Regions from separate parts of the Zea mays genome. Here regions 1 and 3 are each linked to region 2. A link is a contact called in public Hi-C data. All regions are on one chromosome and are shown on one strand. The core of a region is the stretch at or near the end of the contact, and the rest is flanking DNA. Distances in the headings are between cores, read along the strand shown. Region 1 has its middle 25 kb from the start of LOC100279964. Region 2 holds the start of LOC100193718. Region 3 holds the start of LOC109944026.

Region 1 (2,700 bases), core at 178-2,677, 460 kb before region 2:
AATCAGTTAAAACAAGTTAAATTTAGTGTTAAAACTTGGTTAGAGTGAAGAACGAGAGAGATTAGTAGCTATCATAGTATAATTTGAAGATGGAGTTGTTTATGAGTGGTAGTATATTTTAGACACATATTCTTAGCCGTGGTATTGCTTAGATCCACTTATTTAAGAGTGGTATATATTGAATTCTCTCCAAAGTCCTATTATATGATGTTATGTACATAAATGCAGAAGACACATCATAAATGCATAAATTTTTCCCATCGTTAAGTAAAGCCAAATATTTTGGTACGTGATGTAAGCCAGATAAATACAAAACAGAAAAAATAGAACAATAAAAGCAAGAAGGAAAAGAGCAAAATAAAATAAAAATGAGAAAGAATAAATTTTAAATGATACAAAAATAAAATGAAATGCACAATAAAGACAATAAAAACACTACATCGGTAGAAACATGCACCACGTCCACCTTTAACCTCGGATATCACTGTGCTCACGATGATCGGTGACAGAACAGCTCATGGGTACTATATGAATACTCAAAGATAACCATGGAACATGTCATTTATCCAATGTGAATGTTCTATAGCATTATTTGTATACTATGTGAAAGTTACAAAAAACACATCATATGTATTATATATCGAGGCACTTCTGCCACTTCCAGCTTGTCATAATTCTCTGACGGCACATAGATTGTCACAATGCGAACACATGATTGGGTAGTCAGTCATGCACATAGATTGTCGGGTAAGTTGTCTATACTTTTTGGTCATTGTATAAAATTTTTTATTAGCTTGCTTGGTTTATTTGTACTTTAGATGAAATATGTTCAAAAAATGGTCAATCGATTTAAAGAGGAGTGCAATTAGCAAGTGCTACCCGTTGATCCTTCTGTTGTGCATACACCAATGAAGGTCAAAGAGCTACATATAGTGTGATAATATACTTTCTCAAAATCTGTAATGTAATTAAGAAATTGATGTTCACCATTTTTTGTCTTGTAGGTACTAAATGTTTAATGAGTACTTAAAAGGCAACATCCTTTATGTTTAATGAGATGACTAACTGGATGGCAGGTGGGTTCAAGGCGGGTCCCGCGGGTTTTGTACCCACTGGGGCGGGACGGGTTTACATTTTCGCTTGGGGCCCTGAGAAATATCGGGTTCGGGTCATATTTTAAACTCCACCCACGGTTTTTCATGCGGGGTCGCGGGGACCCGAAATTATGTATCGTCAGCGGGACTGACATGCGGTCATGCGCTCCTCTCCAGGACAGAGGCATGGCAGCCAGGCGCTAGCAGCCTGTCGGCATGGACAGAGGCATGGGTGCCGTGCAGCCAGCAGCCTGCCAGCCTGTGCAGCAAAGGCGCAGAGCACGCAGGTGATAGGCGCACAACACGAGATGCATGTGGTGCTACAACATGCAGGTATGGCTGTGGCCTGTGGGGCTGCATGCATGGAAGTACTACGGCTGTGGGGTAGCACAAGGTACTGCTACGCTTTCCATGTGCGTACGCTAGTACGTTTATATGTGTACGTTAGTACGTACTCCGAACGTGAGACGGTGAGGTGCCACCGCAGAAGCAGCCGACTTTGGCGCCGGAGCTCCCACCGGGCTTCCGGTTCCATGCCACGGACGAGGAGTTGGTCGTCCACTACCTCAAGAAGAAGGCTGCATCCGTGCCACTCCCCGTCGCCATCGTGGTCAACCTTTACAACTTCGATGCGTGGGAGCTACCTGGTAAGTCCTTGTTCGGTTAATCCCGTTATGTGTGGATTGAACGAGATTAGAAAAAAATATAAAGAAATTTGGTTTGCTTCGGATTTAAACCCACTCAATCTCACTCAATCCACATGGATTGAGAGCTAACCGAACAAGCCCTAAGTAGTTGATCGCAGTTTGATCTATTAATAAGAACTTCTAGCCAACTAATCTTTGGGTCCACGGGTGCTCATCGAGTTTCGGGTCCCCGTTGGTTTGGGTCCGAGGGCAGATTTTCACCTGCAGCGAACCCTACATTTCGGGTTTCGGGAGCGGTTCCGCGGACGCTGCACCCGACCTGAACCCGATCCATTTGTCATCCCTACTGACTCTAGGCATGTGAGGGCTTGAAAGCAAGCATCCTCATTGTAGAGCTCTAGAGTTAGCAGTCATCGAACCACATCATAAGAGGAGTTGCTTCAGATTAAAAAAAACGATGAGGTTGCACAATGAGTAGAGGAGGCAACATAAAGAGTATGTTCAACATAGTTGGTTCTATGATCGACAACGTATCAAGTATATCCAACTATATAGCACAACAACAGACATTGTTTCAATTAAGTTTCAATGATCTCCTATTACCATTTAGCATTTAACATGACTAATAATGTTTTATCTATTCTATTCATGGACAACGTTACAATAGATAGGGATAAAACACTACTTTCCTCGTATTCCAGATGGCATAACTACCACCACCACTACAAGGGGTTCTCTGACGATGCTTGAACCTTAGATAATCACATCTTTAGATAATTTAGCTCAATTTTATAAAAAAAATAGTTTAGCTTAATTCTAGCAAAAATTGACAATTTAGCTCAGTTCTATCTAAACTTAGCTAATTTAGCAAAATTAGCCAACCTAGTTTTGTCGGGGACCATAATTAGGGGTACCCTCAAGGCTCCTAATTCTCAGCTGGTAACCCCCATCAGCATAAA
Region 2 (2,700 bases), core at 22-2,521:
CTAGACGATATCACAGTCAAAATTAGCAATAATTATATTTTTTTGAACAAGACGAGTCGATCAAACTCAAGGTAAAAAAGTCAAATAAATTATAAATTGGAACATAAGTATTATATAGAGATGAGCTAGACCAAAACCCATTACATAGAGACAGATACAATTATCTAACACATATATGTCCAATCTCCAACTTCTTGGGCTCTAGTTATTTATTTGATGGTTTTGGATCCCAACAATTTAGATCCAAACTCGTCTCTCCAGTGCATGTTTGTTTCAGACTATAATCTGTCTAGAATATATAATCCAGTTTATTTTAAAATAATTATAATCCCAAATAAACAGTAAATGACAAAACCCTATGGCCCCGTTTGTTTCGTTGGAATTGAATTCCATTTTAATAATTATAATTTAGACAAAACTAATTAAGTTTATATATTTATATATGTAATATATCTGTATATTATCCTAAATCATATGAGAGGGATAGTTATATACTACATTTATTTATAACGGCGCAGGTATAGGAGTGTACTATAAGTTGTACATCGAAAAAATAGTATGTAAATCTATAGAATCAATTTCAATCTCTCACCCCATGAATTTGAGATAGACTTATATGATAACTTTGGAAAGTGGTGGAATGTCATATTCTAAAAAAATAGCCTATTGCATTAGTAAGATTTAATTCCTCAAAATGAAAACAAATGGGGCCTATAGGTTTTCTCGAAGAATCGATTTTTGGATATGTCACATTTATTGTCTTTCCATGGAACAATAGTTTATTGGACTAATAAGCAATAAAGACATGTCAAAATATCATCCTTCCCTTCTCTTCTCTACAAATATTACTAGTCATATACTCATACATTGTTACGGTTTATATATATATATATGATATAGGATAAATTTTGTTTTAATAAAGCATAAAATATATGTTTTCTATTAATTAGGTGAGTAAACGTGGAGTCAACAACTAAGATTTAAACACTCACTTATACATAATTTAAACTTATTTTTTATATAAACTCTTTTATTATAGTAGTAAAGAAGAGATTATAGAAGTGTACGTTGATTCTAAAGAAACGTATAGGATTTTTTTTAAAAAAATATTAACATAGGACTATCGTTGAAACTGCAGTAAAGGCTTATAGCATTTGCGTAAAAAGATTCGTTGGGGGTTGGAAATAGAAAAACCTCCCGTCCAACCTTAGGAAATTGCTTAGAATAAGCAGGGTCACGGCAACGTGATGGCAAACTTGTAGAAACAACCAGCCAAGTTTTCTCTATCTAATCCAGAAAATATCAAAAATACCCCTCCCACCCGCAGCCCTAACAAACCGGTCCCCTTCGACCTCCTCCTCCGCCGCCGGCGTCGACCGCGACCGCCACCTCTCCTCGTACGCTACAGTAGGGGCAGGGGCGGCGATTGGTGGCTCTTCCTCCTCCTATGCTGGTATGTCTCCCAAACCCCTTGCTTGCTTGCCAAGATTCGATGCACGCGTTCCTTAATAATAATCTGTGCGAAGTCAGGGTTTGGTTCCGTTCTTAATCGAAGCCATCAGGTCCCTGCTCAGTTCGATAGTTCGTTTTGGTTCTTCGTCAGCTTGGCAGATTTCACACCGCGCCGGCGTTGCTTATTTTCCTTAAAATTTGGGGGTCTAAGTGAATTCAGCGCCTCTCCTAGGAGATTCCATGCCCGCACCCCGGCGTTGATTATTTAGTGGCGGCGCCTGTTCTTCTTAGTCTCGCACCCACTCCTAATGTGATTTGTGCAAATGGTAGGGGATTATTGAACAAAATTTCCAAACTCGACCCCTTCCTTTTTCAGTACCGGCCTTGCTTTTGGTGTTAGTTGTCATAGCAGACCCGCGATTTATAGTGAATGGCACTGCGCCCCCATGTTTTCTTCCTGACACATAGGCGAATTGGCTCATCAAGAGTTCAAGACGCAGACGTAGGCAAATTGACTCATCAAGTTAGTTCCACAGGCTTGCTTAGATTATCACGCACTGTTTGACTGCTCAAATTCATAAATTTGTTGTCAATTGTGAAAAGCCATTGTTCACCTTCTGTATCTATTGAACGTTGAGTGCGACGATGACTTAACAGCTCCAAAGTTCCAAACTTTTTTATTACGTGAGTGGTGTGACTGAACCAGGAGACCTATTTGTCATACATAATAAAGGTCTTCTTGGATTCCGTTCCATCTTTTTCTTTGGGGAGTGCTTTGTCTGTTAGTTTCCCATCTGCTAGATTTGTCTGGAATATCATGTGCAGTTCAACCTACATGCTTGCCTTCCATATGCTGCTCTTCTGATTTTACTTGCTGAGTGTATATTATTCGAGGCAGTGTAATGCATAGTGAAGCTGCATAGAAATGAATTCTCTTTGCTTTTCTAAACTGTTGTGCCTTTATACCGACTAAATCAGTGACTCGAGGAGTATGGCGGATGGGGCTATTGTGGTAGCCATTTGCCAGTACGGCGGAGAGTTCACTTCTGGCCCCAGTGGTAATCTGATATACAGAGGTGGAGAAGCACATGCCGTTGATGTTACTCATGATTCATCGCTGGAGAGCTTCAAGGATGAGCTGTCCAAGGTGTTCCATGTTGATGTCACTGACATGTCACTCAAGTACTTTCTTCCCAATAATATGAAAACACTCATCACAATATCATGTGACCGGGATTTGCAAAGGAT
Region 3 (2,700 bases), core at 193-2,692, 410 kb before region 2:
TCTAAGCTTTGTCGCACACTGCGTCTACTCCACATTCATGTACATAACCACACATTATATATATGAGGAGGTATTTTGACAATCATTAAATACAACCACAACACTCGTGTGCTATTGACAAGAGAACTAACATACCTAATAAATTTACTTAATCCAATTATCGAACCAGTAGCAAAAATAACGAATTAGCTTACCACATCACAATTTGATTTGATGTTTGCACGAACGACAACAACCTGTAGTTGAAGTCCTTGATCGGACATCCAGCGAGCGTGACCGACGAGCTAAGGCTGATGGCGCACGCAGATGCAGGTCCGGCGTTTGTTGGGAAAGGAGCTCGACACCCGGTCCCGTGACGAGCTGCTGGTGAAAGACGAGGACCTAGGCCGAGGCGACCCGCGCGTCAACAAACGTCGAGGACGGTGACTCAAGTGCCTGCTGGCACGACCAAAGGTGAAGGGCGGGTCCGTTGAGGGAGATTGATGGAGAAACAGACATGACCGCGAATCGACGACTAGAGCGCGGCGCGATAGACTGGGACGCCGTGATGGCCAGCGAGCACAGAGGAGACAATGCTGTCAGCGCGCACAGGAGGCGAGAATGAGATCTGTGACCATGGGCGACGACGAGGTCTGCAGGGAGGGAACTCCGACACAAAGCACGGCCCGACGAATGCGCTGAACAGCTGGAGAACGACGACAGACCAAGCAAAGGAGTGCAGATGCAATCACGAAATCAGGCCAAGAGGCGACCACCAAATAGCAGCATCGACGAGGTTGTCCGACCATGGGGAGAAGAGTGAAGGTCGACCAATTCAAACACAGGGACGCGGCGAGCCACAGCAGGGAGCCGGGACGAGACCGCAGCCGAGCGAGCTCCAGCCGGCATGGGCGCGACGGCCACCATGGCAAGCGCAGGGGCGAACTGGACTGAACCCGAGCAAGAGGAAAGAGGAGGAACGGCTGGGCGAGGCCGCGGCACAGGAAAACGGCGACGACAAAGGAAAAAGAGACTCGGCCGTGGAAGAAACAGAGCAGGGGCTGGGTGAGCACGAAGCCGGCCATGGGAAGTCGAGGGGAAGGAGCTCGGACTGGAGAAGCAAGGGGAGCAAGCAGCGGGTGCGGCATCCATGGAAGCAGGGGCGCGCGCCATGGCTGGAGCAGGAGCACGCCGGCGAGGAGAAGACGCGAGAGGGAGGGAGAAGCAGGGAGGGAGCGCCGTGGGGAAGAGCCGCTCGGCTGGGGAGGTGTAGCAGCCATGGAGCTTGGGGAAAGGGAACCGGCGAGCAGCGGAGAGGAACAAGCGGCCGATCTATCAAACGCCTGGGAGGGAGAAGATCCAGGCGCGCTCGGCCATGGGAAGAAGACAGAGGGAGCGCCGTGCGTTGGAGAGGAGGAAGAAGCCTGCGCGTGGGAGAATATCAAGCGCGCGGCGAGGGATAAGGCTGACGGCTGAAAAATCAGGGAAGGGAGAGAGAGAGAGCGGCTGGGAAATAGGATAGGATCCGTTGATTTTTTAAATTATTTTCTTTTCTTTTGTTTACCGAAAATCACAGATATTTTTGAATCCAGATTTTTAGTGATGTATAGTGGGTCGATACGCAATACGGATACATGTTTCCTTCTTCGAATTTAGCGAAGACTCTGGCATATGAATTTTTACCAGTTACCTATATCCAAAGATTTGGATCAGAACAAGAAACGACAGACCAAAATAAACTTATTTCGGCACTTGTAATTTGTTCCGAAAACTTCCTTCGTCGAGTTCCAATTTGTTCGGGGTAAAATAATCCGAGTGCGTCGGGCTTCCAAATTCGTATTCGCGCGAGCGATGAATTTTAAGTAATCACCGGACGCACCGATTTTCGGAACAACTATGTTCCGAACATCACGATAAGCACCTCCGCTCCACCACTAGTAGTATCTCAACACCACATGACACAGATTCTACTCAAGACTCTACCCATCCATATATCGCTATTCTGACCACTATACTAAATATTTGTTGGTATACTTGCTTGTTTGTATATTTGCTTGTTCATGTTGCATAGTTATCGGAGCGTTCGTGCTGTCTCGTGGAGGCCAGATCTGCAAGTCTACGCCAGGCAGTGGAGCTAGAAGCCAGTTCCACGAGCTCCCCTTCCCCCTTCGACGGATAAGCACAGCAAGCTCACTGGATCCCTTTGATGCATAAATTACCTATGTTTTACAACCACAACGCTCAGCCTGTTATTTTATGCATGATATGATTTTGAGACAAGTTATTATGGTCACCCAACCGCTTGCCGCAATCAATCCTTGATATATTTGTTACAAATGATTTGAGAAAAGGTGTGAGTTTTCAAAAGAAAATATTTTTCAAAATGTGTATGATGAAGGGTTTTCACCCTCATCACCTTTGAGTAGGGATGATCAGGGACTCTCTGGTTTAGGGGAGGGCCTAAGGTGATGGCTCAGCTGGTTTAGGCGTGAGTAGAAGGATTGTCCCCTCATATAAGAACCGGTTTGTCATCCTTCACTACCTGTACTCATGACAAGTACAGCCACTCGAGACTGTATGGGCAGTCACTCAATCTGAACTCGTACGGTTCAAACCTCAGGGTTATGAAGGCTGGGAGCACCGAGAGGATAAGGAGGGGGAATGTTTTGTTCGGTTTGGACATGGCGGTGGCCTGACTCCTTCCGGTATAACCGCTAAGGT

Evidence for each region. Hi-C and Micro-C count contacts between places; a contact is called where the count stands out from the background.
Region 1: a Hi-C map of ear shows a contact between it and region 2, with 1.7 times the contacts expected there. The contact joins the enhancer-like site here to the promoter of LOC100193718 in region 2. A contact is called at or near these places in 2 of 25 Hi-C or Micro-C datasets (ear and tassel).
Region 3: a Hi-C map of ear shows a contact between it and region 2, with 2.7 times the contacts expected there. The contact joins the promoter of LOC109944026 here to the promoter of LOC100193718 in region 2. A contact is called at or near these places in 2 of 25 Hi-C or Micro-C datasets (ear and tassel).

The regions. Positions count from the first base shown.
Region 1 is chr2:137,339,929-137,342,628 of Zm-B73-REFERENCE-NAM-5.0, forward strand. No RefSeq gene overlaps it. Among protein-coding and RNA genes, the nearest start is that of LOC100279964, 25 kb to the right of the region's middle. Within about 2 kb of position 1,428, at least 15 of the 20 cell types and tissues checked have an H3K27ac peak or open chromatin away from gene starts, as enhancers often do. A contact at or near this core is called in ear and tassel, where this site is marked.
Region 2 is chr2:137,795,105-137,797,804 of Zm-B73-REFERENCE-NAM-5.0, forward strand. It overlaps LOC100193718, which reads left to right and starts at 1,272. Exons shown (of 7, transcript NM_001309887.1): 1 at 1,272-1,453; 2 at 2,431-2,700. The coding sequence starts at 2,444.
Region 3 is chr2:137,384,576-137,387,275 of Zm-B73-REFERENCE-NAM-5.0, forward strand. LOC109944026 reads right to left here and starts at 1,443. Exons shown (of 2, transcript XM_035965343.1): 1 at 195-1,443. The coding sequence starts at 1,356. The coding sequence ends at 736.